Linked DNA regions of Triticum aestivum: region 2 is linked to region 1. The links are chromatin contacts, called in public Hi-C maps. All regions are on one chromosome and are shown on one strand. Each heading gives the region's core, a stretch centred on a gene start, on an enhancer-like site or on the middle of the called end of the contact. The rest is flanking DNA. Distances are from core to core; before and after follow the strand shown. Region 1 has its middle 110 kb from the start of LOC123071905. Region 2 holds the start of LOC123071905 (aldehyde dehydrogenase family 2 member C4).

Region 1 (7,733 bases), core at 1,154-3,653:
ACCCACACTCCCTCGTTCTCCACCAAAAGTCTGTATAGCCACTTACTAAGTAGGCATATGTTCTTTACCTCCAGTTTTTCAACCCCTAAGCCTCCTTGGTCTTTTTGCGTACAGATTATGTCCCATTGAGGCAACCTGTATTTTGATTTGTTTTCATCATTTGCCAAAAAAGGCATGATTAATAGAAGTCCAGCCCTTTTTTGTACCAACACATGTACTTCAAAGAAAGACAAGAGAAAAATCGGCATACTCGCGAGCATGGAATTAATCAGAATTAGCCGCCCCCATAAGAAATAAGCTTGTCCTTCCATCATCTAGTTTTTTCTCGAATCAATCCTCTATGCACTTCCCTTCTTTGTTTGTAAGCTTAAATGGTCTCTACCCGGCTAGGTTTCCATGATGCTACAATGAATGCGAGCAACCAAGCAAGCCCCAATAGTTTTTTTATTATGAACTTCTTTTCAGAAACCATGGTAAGCATTCGGTATTTCGTATCCACGAGTATAGGGGGGAAGGTTAACCTAAATGTTAACTATCTGACGTCATCTCAAAGGGATTTTTTTGAGAAAATGTGCTGTCACGCGTTTAGTTTTTGTGTATGAATTTCAAAGCAAGACATGTGGCAATTACTGTTCACTCTCATGCATCCCTCAGAGCAAACTACGAGCTTACAACACTAAACGGTTGGCTCAGAATGGCATTGAGCGAGCACAACTGGAGTGACAAATTGTGTGTATTAGAGCATGACAATTTTCATCAGTTCCCTTTGATGTAGTATGACAATTTTCTTCTACCAACTTGACAAATCATGAACAAGTTGAAAAGTTATTTATTTTTAGACCGTCAATTCTCCATTTTGCATCACGACAACCTCGTGAAAACTCATGGTGATTACTCTTCTAACAATATTTCTGCTAGCACAGTAAAAAAACATGGCAAATCTTTGTACAATAGCATGTCATATATTTATTTTTACGAAAATATCAAATCTATTATAAAGATTCATCTGAAGTACAAAGCATCCCAAATATAATAAAAATTACATGGAGGTTCATGGACAATCGAACGACCATTACCACCGCGAGAAGCTATTCTCGAGCGTTCGCTCACTGGGAGTAGTTTTTTGAGGAAACACTCCCAGATCACGACGTTGGTTCAAATGATCTCTCGTAGGAAACGATAGTTGGTTCAGGTGATCTCCCCAAGGAAACATCAGCGCAATATTAGTCTAAGGTTATTTAGTTACACAAGCCTGAGAGCAAGCTATTGTCACTCAATCCCTTCGGCAAAAGTGTTTGTGGACTTTCTGATCCGGTGGCCGTCATTGTTAAGGGTCCGTGATCAACACATATTTCATCTGCCTCCTCCCAAAAAAATACATGCTTGATCTGAAAATCAAAATGATCGGTTGAGCTGGCAGATGGGGCGTTCGTGTCAGAAAGGGACAAGCGGCGCGGACCGATGGCAGTTTCCCCAACCATAGTGGATGACCGATGGCAAAAACCATTAAGAGAATGCCTTTTTTTAAGAAGATAGTATTAAGAGAGGATTGCTAGGCCATGATTCTGGACCATTTCCGTACCCAACATTGGCCCCACGGCGCTCGGTGTATTTTTCACAAAAATAACACGAGTCTTCTAATCGAAGGGCTGAAATCCCAAATAAGATCGCCGGTGGCTCACCCGTTGCGAGTACAGGGCCAGCTAGCAACACTTCCACACGAAGGGCTGGCCGGTGGCTCTTTTCAGCACACGTCCAAATGCACTACTGCTGCCGCCAGCTGCTCTGCTATGGGCTGCCCTTGATTTGTCAATCTCGGAATCCTATGTGCGTTTACATCTATCATCACCGGTTATGGACAGCAAATGCCCTCTAGAAGGGCCGGCCTGCCCAGGTCATTTCTGCGGAATTGGAGCCGTGGCGCGGACGCGCGCAACGTAACCCTCGCACAAGGAGGCACGCGTCGGTGTCAACACATCAAACCGTGTGAAGGTGAAGGTGAAGCCTCAACGAGCACAAGCAAAACATCACGTGTGCGTACGGCCGCATGCAGCACCGTCAAAGCCTCCTGCGTCAGAGGTGCCGCTGACGGGCGCTGGCTGCGGGATACATGTCGTCGCCGGCGAGGCCACGGCGGCCGAACGCCCGAAAGGTCAGCGTCGTGCTTGCCGCGCTGCCGTTGAAAAACGTTTTCCTGATAAATGTGGCGGGTCAGCCTCTGCGTTGCATCAGAGACAGGGAAGGGCCCGCCTTCGCGACGAAGATGCGGTGGGGTGCTGTTCCGCGCGCGTAGCTCTGGCCAGGTCGATGCCAAACCAAAACTTTGGCGACATTCCACGACCCCGTTGTGCCCAGCCAGCCCCATGCGTGTGTCGCTACTGCTGCCCATTGATCGAACCTGTCGAAGAATCTGGGTAGTCCCATGCCGTATTGGACTACAGCACGGCACAGCACGGCACGGCGCAATCCCTACCATGTGGCCGTCCCCTGGCCAGAAAGAGCACGAGCAGGGCGGGACGCAGAGCCCGGGGAGCACGGAGGGTGACAATGGGAAAGGGATGGATGGGTCTGCCAAGGACAAATGGCGACCGACGGAGCGCGACGCGCAGCAGTCGTCAAAGTCTTAACTCGGCGTCTCGGCCTTTTTATCAGTCTCATTCTCGGAACTGTGCTTTCCAGAGTCTCCGACTGTTCAGTTTGAACGGTTCACAAACGCACCACTTCAGTTAGTCTCAACCTTCAACGGCATGGTTTGAATTGTAGGAGCTCTCGGCCCTTTCGAGATTTCTCTGCACGACCGGGACAGGAAGCAAAGCCAGCGATGGACATGGTGCTCTAGAGGAGCGCCGAGCTTGAGAAGCTTGTGGCCCGGCTCGGGTAAGCTGTATTATTGAACCATACAATACAACAAGCAATAAGCCAAAGACAGATAAAGCGGATGAGCGGGGCAGGCAAGTCTATTTAGTCTTGCCCACTTGTCGGTGGCACGCATTATGCAAAATCAGTTGTTATGTTTTTGTTCTTCTTTGCACGAGAGTTATCAGAATCCGTAATCAAACAGGAGGAAAACGTAGGAGTACATCGGAGGCGGGTAAAATGTTAGCACCTCTTTTACGGATACCTCGCCCATAATCACCTCAAATGTCATCGACCATTGCAATGCGATTACAAAACCAGGATTCAGACGCACCCCGTGGTGCACGCGACTCGCTCATAATTATACAGGTCACATCAGGCACACTAATCTTCCCTAGGAGAAATGCTATCGTACATCACACTGAGTGACTGAAACAGCAGCTTATCACCACTGCAACGCTGTAGCTCGGTCGGCTTAAAGCAACCCCAACAGGACGACCCAAACAGACGCGCGCTTTGTCCGTTTTTCGTTCGTTTGGGTTGGTCTGGCGGACGTCCGCGTTCTTTTTTTCATATGGGTCGGCTTGACCATTCAAGGAGAGGCGAACCCAAATTTGTGCGCGAATTAGAAAAACAAAAATAAATACACGTGGCACAGAAAACAAACTTTAATTTACAATAACTGGCCGGTCAACTGCCGGCCATAGTCCACTTAAACTTAATCATTCATAAAAACATTAAAAAAAATGACGCCTGCGCAGCCCTAGACATCGGCCTTGCCCTTACCTTTGCCGTCGTCATCGCCGCCGGTAAGGTCGATGAAGACGGCGGGCCTGCCCAACCGAAGGTAGCTTGATAGGCCACCAGGGCTGTCTCCTCCGGCGTCTGCTGCGGCTGAGGCAATGCGGCGACGCGGCGCCTCCTCCTCCTCCTCCCACTCCCTCTACATGAGCTGCTCCGCATCTGCGCGCTCCTTCGCCAGCTGGCGCTGCCGCCAATACTGGAGGTACATGGCCTTCTGCTGTGGCGTGGCACCAAACCAAATGGGGAAGGGGAGGGGGCGTCACCTGGCCCGTCCAGACGTACCTCTCGGTCAACTGGGGCGCAGGCGTTGTCAGGGTTAGCGGTGGCGGAGACGGCGACACCACGCAGTCGCCTGCTGCGGAGAGGGCCATGGCCTCCGCCATCTCCGCCTCGCACGCGGCCTCCTCATCTATTGCCGCTTTGGCCTTCCGCCTCTCCAACTCGATGGATTTGGCGAAGGCCTCCGCCAGCGCCTCCTGGTACGCCGCGTCGGCTTCCTCCCCTGCCTCCTGATACGCCGCGTCGGCGGTGGTTCTGCACGCCCAGCCGCCGTTGTTCCTCGTGTTCGAGGGCAAACCAGGCCTGCCAGTTGGGAGAGTCCGTGACGTACTCGGGCATGCCCTGTTGCTCTGGCGTGAGCTGCGACCGGCGCCTGTGCACCTCCTCGTTGTGCACCCGCTGTGTCTGCGGCACCGTCTGCACCGGGATCTGATCCGGATCAAGGTGCCAGTGGTGTGGCAGCGTGACATCCGGGTAGGGCAGCGACTGCCTGAACTCCAAGTACCACCGCGCTTGGTGCACCGGGATGTGAAGGCGTTGCCGACCTGGGCGGGCACGCGCCGACGGCGGAGGAGGAGGGGAAGGGGGAACACGAGAAGATGAGGCCTTGCCCTTGCTGCTGCCGAAGAGCCCCATGGCTAGGGTTTGGCTTGTCGCCGGCGAGGAAGCACGAAGAGGGTGGTGGGGGCCAGATGTGGACGGAGGTGGATGAGCCCCCCCCCCCCATCCCAGTGTCGGTGATCGTCATAAATTAGACGGCGGGCTGCCGAAAATGAATCCGCGCGGACGCGTTTTGGGTTTGGGTCGGCGTGTTGGGCCTCCGCTTTTGTCCGCGTCGACCCAAATAAACATGGGCGAATGAGATGGGTCGCCCCGTTGAAGTTGCTCATACATCATCTCTATGGTAGAGATTAGCTAAAAGAAAGTTTTATTCTGGGCTTTGTGCCTGTTTCTACGGGCCTTCCGTTCTTGGCGTACATATCACGTGCGGCAGAATCAAAGCACCTTCTAATTTTCATGTTGGACCTGGATTTTGGAAGAATGGATGGTCTAGAGCCTCTTGGACGGTAAGGCGCTCTCAAGGCTCAAACCTTAAAAGATCATATAGAAAATTAGAAAGTCCACCGGGGAAAGGATACCTTTGAATGATCAGCATTTCTCGCAACCAAAGTCCTCAAGTTGCACGTACTATACGTCAGCTGAATCATCTTCATGTTATGGACTGGATAAGTGGAACTTATTTACTTTTTGTATTTGCACCCCAACAAGCTCGAGTAAAACTATGTGTTAGAATTAATTGCGAGTATGCACTACCGTGCATAGTCTTGAGCTAGTGGAAGAAGACTTGTCTATCCATACACAGTGGCTTGTGTAAGTAACTTAATCCATTTATTCGCAAAAAGGAAAAAAAAATTAATCCATTACAGTATGCTTACAGATAGAGAACACAATCAAAAGATAAACTAGGGATAGAAAAAATGCACATGTTTTTTGAAAATTGGTAGAGAAGGATGACCAAACAAAACAAAAAAAGCCATAATTAGGGGAATTAGAAACTTTAGCCAATTTAGTTTTCTGACTGCTCTGATGCTTTGTCTTGTTTTCGATAAGGGGCGATTTATTACTTAAGAGGTTTAAACATTACACCCGACCTCTTCATAACTAAGATGCACACACCAAACGAAGTCTACTCCCGAAGTAGTATATAAAAAGGCGAAATACAAGTAAACATGTAGAGTCTGTATAACGCCTAAACCGAAGGAGGCCAGTCCGAAGATCATGTTGTTATTCATATTGGGTAAAAGTATCCCTCGTCGTAGTCCTTAATTATGTACACACCTCCGTAAACATGTCTCAATTCTCCACACGTTGTAGAGATGACCATATACGAAACATTATAGTACATGTAGATAATCTGCATAAGAGAAGTACTTTCAAGTCATACAAAACAACAAGCGATAAAATCAAAGACAGTTAAAGCAGGGTGTTAGAAGGGAGAGAGGGATTTGATGGAATAGTTGGTTAATGTATTGCTTGAACCTCGTGGGCATATATATAGGTGTACATGATCTACTTGGAGTACAAGGCAAGCCAGAATATTTCCTAGTCTAACCTATGTTTCCTAATACAATCACGTTACTCAACATCCCCCCGCAGTCACAACGGTAGCGACGCAGACGGTGAGACTGGAGAAGAATCCGAAGGCAAGCCGACGGACATCCCCCCACAGTCGTAACGGTCGACGCATCGCGGAGTCGTGGCTGGAGTGGAAACCAACGAGGTTGCTCAAGCAGGCGGTGGCCCTTTGTGCCGTTTGTCGATGTGGCCGAGAGCGTGAGTGGTGGAGCCGTGGTCGAGGTAGCCATGCGAAGAATGTTGTGGTCGATGTCGAGTCAGGGTGGCCGGTGTCGAGGAAGTCGCCGTGGAGCCGCGGACGCAAGGGGGCGCCGAGTTAGCATGGGCGCAGTGGTGTCGAAATAGGGGTGCGCCCGGAAGATGATGTTGTTGACGACGCGTCGCGGCAGGTTTGCCAAGCCAGGGAACACGTCATAGACGAAGGCACGCACCAGTGTTGCCAGCACCGGGCATGCGTAGACGGGCGAAGACGAAGTTGACAAAGCGTCGCACCAGGCTTGCCAGGCCCGGGGACACGTCATGGATGAAGGCACGCATCGGTGTTTCCAGCATCATGCATGCATCGACGAGGGGCCTGCACGAGCTGTACGCCATGTCGAAGAAATCAGAGGGCCAGCGGAGAAGAACTCGACGACGGTTGCGGCGTCCATCGGCACGGAGCCAATGTCACCAACGGTGGTCGGAGTAGACGAAGTGGTCGGGGTAGATGACATCGATGCTGACGACGGGCTGGTGCTGGATGAAGATGAAGTAGGTGGACAGGCGGCTGTGGCGGCTACGGGGTAGCGGCAGCGGCGGCCTGACGGTGGCGGCGGCGGCTTGATTAGGAGCGTGGCGGCGGTGCTCGAAGTAGGCGGAAAACCCTGACAACGTGACGAAGACCGGCGCGGACGATGGCGTTCCCGCGTCAAGGGAGACGGCGCGGCGCATATCACGGGAGGTCGACGCGCGGTGACGGCGGAGTGGACCGCGGGCCGCGGCGCCACGGCCCGTAGGGGCGACGCAGCGGCGGCGGGCAGGTCGGGGAGACGACGGGAAGACCTCAGGGCGGCGCCAGAGACCGTTGGCCGTGGCGCGACAGCCCGAAAGGGCGGTGTGGCGAAGGAGTGCGGGTCGGTGCAACCGCAAGGACGACCTCGGGACGGCTACGTGGACCGCGTGCCATGCTCGCTACGGCTCGACGGGGCGGCGCAGCGGCGGCGCGAGGGTCGGTGCGGCCACAGGGACGACCAGGAGCGTACGGCCTCGGGGCGGCGGTGGATCGCGGGCCGCGGCACTACGACCCGAAGGGGCGACGCAGTGATGACGCGGGTCGGTGCAGCCGGGAGAAGAACCACGGGGCGGCGGCGCTGCGGCCCGACGGGGCGACGCAGCGGCAGCCCGTTGCTCGATCGGTGGAGGGACGCGCTGAACTCGGGGACGATCTTCGCAGGACATGCGGAGGCGCGCGCAACCGACGGGCCAGGTCGGTCGCACGGCGTAGATGAGGCGGATCACGGCGGTGGGTGGGTGATCAATCCGATTGCGCGCGAGGTCGGGGACGCCGCTCGGTGGAGACGGGGTGCCGGCGGAGTCCGAGATGAAGCCGACGGCGGCGGGCACCAGGGCGGCTATGATTGGCCGCCGCATGGCACGAGGCCGCCTGGTCGGGTGATGCA
Region 2 (7,446 bases), core at 1,330-3,829, 110 kb before region 1:
CGGCGATCCTGGCGATCACCTCGCCGGTGCGCGGGTCCCGTGTCTCGAACGTCTTGCCTGTTTGCATATAAGCGTAGTACGTGTTCAACTAATGAAATGAAATACAGTCAAAAAAAGAAGGAAATGAAATATGAAAAGAGCAAATGGAGGACGGGCTCCATGGCGGACTTCATAAAAAAACATATTTCTACATCACAAAACAAATCGAGTTTTTTGTATGCACAAATACATATATACCACGTTCAGTGAAATTTTCATACGTGGTGTATACACAAAAAACATATACATACATGAAAATGGGCCATTTTTTTATTGTTGTTGGGTCGGAATTTTGTGTTTTTGTGTAGCTTGAAATCATAATATTTTTGAACGAAATTTTATGGATACATCCCGAATATGTATATTTTTTTCACAATTTTTAATTTTATTTTAACTTGAAAATACCATTTTTGAATCATTTGAAATAAAAGTCATCCAATGTACCCGTCCACCAAAACTTCACACTCAATTAAATCACCGTATGACTATTCACCTGGATGAATCACTGAAGTTAACTAAACTGCATTCTGCAAACTGAACTAAAGGCAGGCCTATTTTTCTCGAACAAGTAGTAAAAACAAGCAGATTCTTTGGGGCAGCATGTATTATGTGATCCTAATGCAGAGCTTCCATGTACTAGGCTAAGAAGGTACTGATAGTCAGTACATACTACTACCTCTGTATACGTAGTATAAGATGTTTTTGCAACTCAAATTGAACTGCAAAAATGTCTTACGTTACGTTACAGAGGGAGTATGCTATTGCTAAAGGTGTCAATTATTTATCTTCATCGTACAGTTAATTGCAAGAAGGAAAGTTTGTAGTTTGACATTTATGTATGTGAGATAGTGCTACTGTTTGATATGGCTATTGTGTGTCTGGTAGTTTACACGGTGAAACTATAGAAGCTTCGACCAAGTTTGAAGGAGAATGCCGGTACGGACAGGACGTGGAATTTTTGAACCCGAGATCACAGTAAAATCCTGAAGAATAGCAAAAGAAAATAAAATTCTGATTTTTATTTGTGGCGAATCGCACGTCGTTATCAGTCGGGTGAAAGTACCGGTAATTTTTATTTTGTGGTATTATACCATGATAATGACGGAGAAGTTAGTCTTTTCCCACTATAAAAAGATGTGGTGATATGGCTCGAGCTACTCCCTCCGTTCGGAATTACTTGTCGCAGAAATGGATGTATCTAGATGTATTTTAGTTCTAGATACATCCATATCCAAGACAAGTAATTCCGAACGGAGGGAGTACGTCCGTAGGTGTAACCATCAAGAATTCCATTAGAGCAACAACATGGTTACAAAAGGCTAGCGATCGACTCGAGGACAAGACAGCGCAAAGCAACAAAAAAAACTCCCGAGGACAGCGCAAGCAACAAAGATGAGGACGGGCGCAGAGGAGAAATTGGCGACATGGATGGGGGCCGGCATGCACACGCATGAGGATAGTTACTCGTCGGATCGGACACGCTCGATTATCCCGAATTGATCGGGCGTCCATCTGTCGTAATCTCGTTGATCATGCACTACTAGTCCTTGGCCACCGCGGCCGCTGTACGTGTGTGCCTACCTCACCAGTCACCACGGACCACGGTCACAGGTGTGCTTCTCCTCCGGGCGTCCTCTCTCCTGCGCCGTCGCCGCGTCGGGTCCTCCCCTCTGGGCGCACGTGTTTTACCCATCCATCCAAGAAGATCTACGCTGCGAGCTCGGCCACACGCTGCTCATCCTCCCCGCTTGCCGCCCGCTCGCCCTGCTCCACATCTACCGGCGCGCCGTCGTCATTGCCATGCGCCACTGCTACCTCCCTCTCGTCTCTCGGTCTTTCTCTCAGTGTCTCACGCAAGTAACACGACGCAGCACACAGCAACAGCCTCGCGCCTCCCACGAGCAGCGAGACGCCTCCTCTCCGACGCGCTCGCACTTCCTACCGCCGGCCGCCCTCCAGGGTGCAGGCGCGCGCACGCTCCTCTACGCGGGTGGCCACCTCTGCCACGGGCGCCCAGCTCTGCCTCCCCTGCTCCGGAGCTGCCGCGTCGGTACCATCTAGCGCCGGTGCGAGCGTCCCGGATGGGGCGGCGACCAGGGCGGTCACCGATTCCCCGATACACAGGGGACTTCGGGCTTCAGATCGGAGAGACCGGTAAAACGGCGAGGAAATCGGAGCGCTGCTAACAGAGTTCTTTCGCGTTTCTCCCCTAAGATAACGACCGGCGGAGAGTCAGGGTGCCGCTGGACTTGCCCTCAACTACGCGACCGCCGCGGGAAAAGAAGATGGAAGCTCTGCGTACCGGAAGCTGCGTCGACGAACTGGCCATTGATGAAGAGCTTGGTGAACTTGATGTCCAGTTCCGGCACCTCGAACCCCTTGGCGCCGTTCGCTGCCGCCATCGCCCCGTTCCGTTCGGTTCGTCCCTTCCCTTGGCCTCGGTGGAGAGAATGAGTGAGGACTCTTGTGTTTGTGTGCGCTACGGTGGAACGGGGTTTGGCCGTTTTATAAAGCGAAAAAGGGGGATGGGTGAGGGGAGGGAAACGATGTGGCAAAGAGCCAGATATGGCAGACTTGTTGACCGTGGACTCTGGGTGTGTTTGTGTACGAGCCATGGGTGTATATGCTTCCTCTTCTCCTCGAATTATTCTCTTATCTTCATTATTACACGATTGTAATGGCGTGTTTGGTTGATCGCAGGAGATTCTTGTAGACTCTCACGAAAAAGATTTTTTGCCTCGCTTTTATATCTATCTGTATCCCTATCTCTATCTCTATATCTATCTATCTATACTAATTTATATCTATACCAACTAATAAAGAGAGGTGGAATTATTGCTCCTGCTGGTTCCATCAGGAACTATTTCTATCTCTAGCTTTTGCTTCTGGTGCAAAAGAGGTTCGCCTTCCAATTAATAGTCCCACCTCGCTGTAGTACATAAAAATCCACCGATTTATATACGTCAGCGCATAGACAATTAACAAGTCCTTTTGTAAATAAATAGTAAGGTGTGCGATTATGAAAGAGACTAAAGATAAACGTAATGAGGGCATAAGTTTTGTCCAACGTAAGCGAAGCTGGACATGACCACAATGTGAACGGGAAAAAAAATAAGACAACGGACCATTGCGAGACAGAGATCGAGAATCTCTTGGCTGCAAGAAGGAGACGCTGAAGATGAGATTTGGGGGGTAATCAAGGATTTACCTTTGGACAAGGCGCCTGGGCCGGACGGGTTCATTGGCCTATTCTTTCAAAAGGCTTGGGAGATAATCAAGGAGGATATAGTTGCGGTGGTCCATAAACTTTTCCTTGGCAACGGGAGGGGGTTTGGAAGGCTTAACCAAGCTTTGATCACACTTATACCTAACTCCCCGGAAGCGAGTGTTGTGTTTGATTTCAGACCTATATGCCTTGTGCACAGTATGCCCAAGATAGCATTCAACCTGTTGACTGCCAGACTAAGGCCACGCATGGGAGAGCTTGTTCAGACAAACCAGTCCGCTTTCATCAAGGGCAGATGCTTACACGACGATTTCCTCTTGGTTCGGCAAATGGCGCGTTCGATGCATAGGAGGAAAGCCAAGGCAGTGTTGCGCAAGCTTGACATTTCGAAAGCCTTCAACTCTCTGGCGTGGTCGTTCTTGTTTGAGGTGTTAAGGGCTAAAGGCTTCTCGGAGCGTTGGATCTCTTGGATTGCGATTTTTCTTACTACTACCAGCTCGAGAGTTTTGGTGAATGGCTGCGCGGGCGACAAATTCATGCATGCAAAAGGGCTTAGGCAAGGGGACTCGATATCCCACTTGTTGTTTGTTATTGCCATGGACGTTTTAACGGCTATCATCAGCAAGGCGCATGAAGCCAGAGTGTTGAGTACAATCAATGGATGTAGCCCTATGCAGCGCTTGTCCCTGTACGCGGATGATGTGGTGCTCTTCATAAAGCCAACTTGGCCAGATCTCATGTTCGTCAAGGAAATTCTCACCATATTCGGAGTGGCATCATGACTCAAAGTAAACTATGCCAAATCTGCGGCGATCATGATCAGGGCTGAGAGTGAGGATGAGGACCTTGTCAAGTCTGCTCTGCCATGGAAGATTGACACCTTTCCGTGCAAATATCTAGGGCTCCAGCTAAGCATAAAACAACTAAAAGATCCGAGTGGCAGCCCATTGTTGATACAACACTACACATTTTGCCAGGATGGCAAAGGGGCCTGGTGACGAGACCTGGGAGGCTCATACTTGTTAACCAAGTTATGAGGGCGCGTGCTACACATCACCTCATGATAGCGGAGGCACCAAAAAGGGCTCTGGAAAGAGTGGACAAAGGTTGTAGGGCTTTCTTCTGGGCCGGGACTGAGGCGGTGAATGAGGGCAAATGTGTTGTCACATAGACTAAGATGTGCAGGCCAAAGCACATGGGAGGGCTTGGAGTCATTGAACTGACAAACACGACATCGCATTAAGATTGAGATGGGAATGGCTCCGACGCACGGATGAATCTAGGCCTTGGCAAGACCTCAATTTGACCGCGGACAAAAAAGTGGACCAAGCCTTTGGGAGCCTAGTTAAGTGACAAGTTGGATCCGGAGGCAAGACCTTATTTTGGAAAGACCGATGGATACATATGGTGCAACAATCAAAGAGATTGCCCCATTGGTGGTGGCAAAGGTGCGGACACAAGTAGCAAACAGGAGACTCGTGCGAGATGCGATGCACATGCATGCATGGATGGATGATCTTGTAGGAGACCTATGTACGGAGGGTCTCACTCAGTTCATCGGGCTTTGGGAGATACTCATGGAGGTCCAGCTGGATGATCAGATTGAGGACCGTCCCATCTGGGCTTGGAATGCATCGGGCGTATATACTGCATCCTCGTCGTACAAGATGTTGTGTGAGGGAGGAACTAGATTTCATTCCTTTGGGGCCATATGGAAGTGTTGGGAACCTCTTGCGTGCAAGATTTTCATGTGGCTAGCTGTGCAATATCGCCTCTGGACATCAGACATGAGAGCCAGGCACGGTTTACAGGACCAAATCTCACAATGCTACATGTGTGACCAAGAGGACGACACGGTTGATCATATATTGCTGCAATGCGTCTTCTCGCGGCAAGTGTGGTTCCGTTGCATCGTCAGGATGGGGTTGACGGCAGACCTATGCCCAACTAACTGTTGGGGAACGTTGCAGAAAATTAAAATTTTTCCTACAGTTTCACCAAGATCCATCTATGAGTTCATCTAAGCAACGAGTCTAGGGAGAGAGTTTGCATCTACATACCACTTGTAGATCGCGTGCGGAAGCTTGCAAGGTGATGATGTAGTCGTACTCGACGTGATCCAAATCACCGATGACCAGCGCCGAAAAGACGGCACCTCCGCGTTCAACACACGTACGGGACGGGAGACGTCTCCTCCTTCTTGATCCAGCAAGGGGGAAGGAGAGGTTGATGAAGATCCAGCAGCACGACGACGTGGTGGTGGATGCAGGGCGTCACAGCAGCAGGGCTTCGCCGAGACTACGAGGGAGAGATGTAACGCGGGGAGGTGGAGGCGCCAGGGGCTGGTGTATGAAGTCCCTCCTCTCCCCCACTATATATAGGGGTGCCAAGGGGGGGCGCCGGCCCTAGTAGATGAGATCTACTAGGGGGGGCGGCGGCCTAGGGGAGGTTTCCCTCCCCCCCAAGGCACCTAGGGGTGCCTTCCACCACTAGGACTCCTCCTAAGGGGAAACCCTAGGCGCATGGGCCTATAGGGGCTGGTGCCCTTGGCCCATGATGGCCAAGGCGCACCCCCTACAGCCTATGTGGCCCCCCGGGACAGGTGGCCCCACCCGGTGGACCCCCGGGACCCTTCCGGTGGTCCCGGTACAATACCGATAACCCCGAAACTTGTCCCGATGCCCGAAACAGCACTTCCTATATATAATTCTTTACCTCCGGACCATTTCGGAACTCCTCGTGACGTCCGGGATCTCATCCGGGACTCCGAACAACATTCGAGTTTCTGCATATACATATCTTCATAACCCTAGCGTCACCGAACCTTAAGTGTGTAGACCCTACGGGTTCGGGAGACATGCAGACATGACCGAGACGCTCTCAGTCAATAACCATCGGCGGGATCTGGATACCCATGATGGCTCCCACATGCTCCTCGATGTTGTCATCGGATGAACCACGATGTCGAGGATTCGATCAAACCCTGTATGCAATTCCCTTTGTCAATCGGTACGTTACTTGCCCGAGACTCGATCGTCCGTATCCCAATACCTTGTTCAGTCTCGTTACCGGCAAGTCACTTTACTCGTACCATAATGCATGATCCCGTGTCCAACACCTTGGTCACGTTGAGCTCAATATGATGATGCATTACCGAGTGGGCCCAGAGATACCTCTCCGTCATACGGAGTGACAAATCCCAGTCTCGATCTGTGTCAACCCAACAGCTACTTTCGGAGATACCTGTAATGCACCTTTATAGTCACCCAGTTATGTTGTGACGTTTGATACACCCAAGGCACTCTTACGGTATCCGGGAGTTACACGATCTCATGGTCGAAGGAAGAGATACTTGACACTTGCAAAGCTCTAGCAAAACGAACTACACGATCTTTTATGCTATGCTTAGGATTGGGTCTTGTCCATCACATCATTCTCCTAATGATGTGATCCCGTTATCAACGACATCCAATGTCCATAGTCAGGAAACCATGACCATCTGTTGATCACAACGAGCTGGTCAACTAGAGGCTTACCAGGGACATAGTGTGGTCTAAGTATTCACACGTGTATTACGATTTCCGGATAATACAGTTATAGCATGAATAAAAGACAATTATCATGAACAATGAAATATAATAATACTTTTATTATTGCCTCTAGGGCATATTTCCAACAGTCTCCCACTTGCACTAGAGTCACTAATCTAGTTACATTGTGATGAATCGAACACCCATAGAGTTCTGGTGTTGATCATGTTTTGCACGCGAGAGAGGTTTAGTCAGCGGATCTGCGACATTCAGATCCGTGTGCACTTTGCAAATCTCTATGTCTCCATCTTGAACATTTTCACGGATGGAGTTGAAACGACGCTTGATGTGCCTGGTCTTCTTGTGAAACCTGGGCTCCTTTGCGAGGGCAATAGCTCCAGTGTTGTCACAGAAGAGTTTGATCGGCCCCGACGCATTGGGTATGACTCCTAGGTCGGTGATGAACTCCTTCACCCAAATCGCTTCATGTGCTGCCTCCGAGGCTGCCATGTACTCCGCTTCACACGTAGATCCCGCCACGACGCTCTGCTTGCAGCTGCACAAGCTTACTGCTCCACCATTCAACATATACACGTATCCGGTTTGTGACTGTTCCAACTCCGAGATGCTTGCACCAGTCCATAAATGGAT

The links. A called contact is a pair of places that touch in the nucleus more often than the background predicts.
Region 2: a Hi-C map of leaf shows a contact between it and region 1, with 1.9 times the contacts expected there. The contact joins the promoter of LOC123071905 here to the enhancer-like site in region 1. A contact is called at or near these places in 4 of 5 Hi-C or Micro-C datasets (leaf and an unstated tissue).

What each region holds. Positions count from the first base shown.
Region 1 is chr3B:707,880,636-707,888,368 of IWGSC CS RefSeq v2.1, reverse strand. No RefSeq gene overlaps it. Among protein-coding and RNA genes, the nearest start is that of LOC123071905, 110 kb to the left of the region's middle. Within about 2 kb of position 2,403, at least 4 of the 8 cell types and tissues checked have an H3K27ac peak or open chromatin away from gene starts, as enhancers often do. A contact at or near this core is called in leaf, where this site is marked.
Region 2 is chr3B:707,991,944-707,999,389 of IWGSC CS RefSeq v2.1, reverse strand. It overlaps LOC123071905 (aldehyde dehydrogenase family 2 member C4), which reads right to left and starts at 2,579. Exons shown (of 6, transcript XM_044495481.1): 1 at 2,342-2,579; 2 at 1-57. The coding sequence starts at 2,441.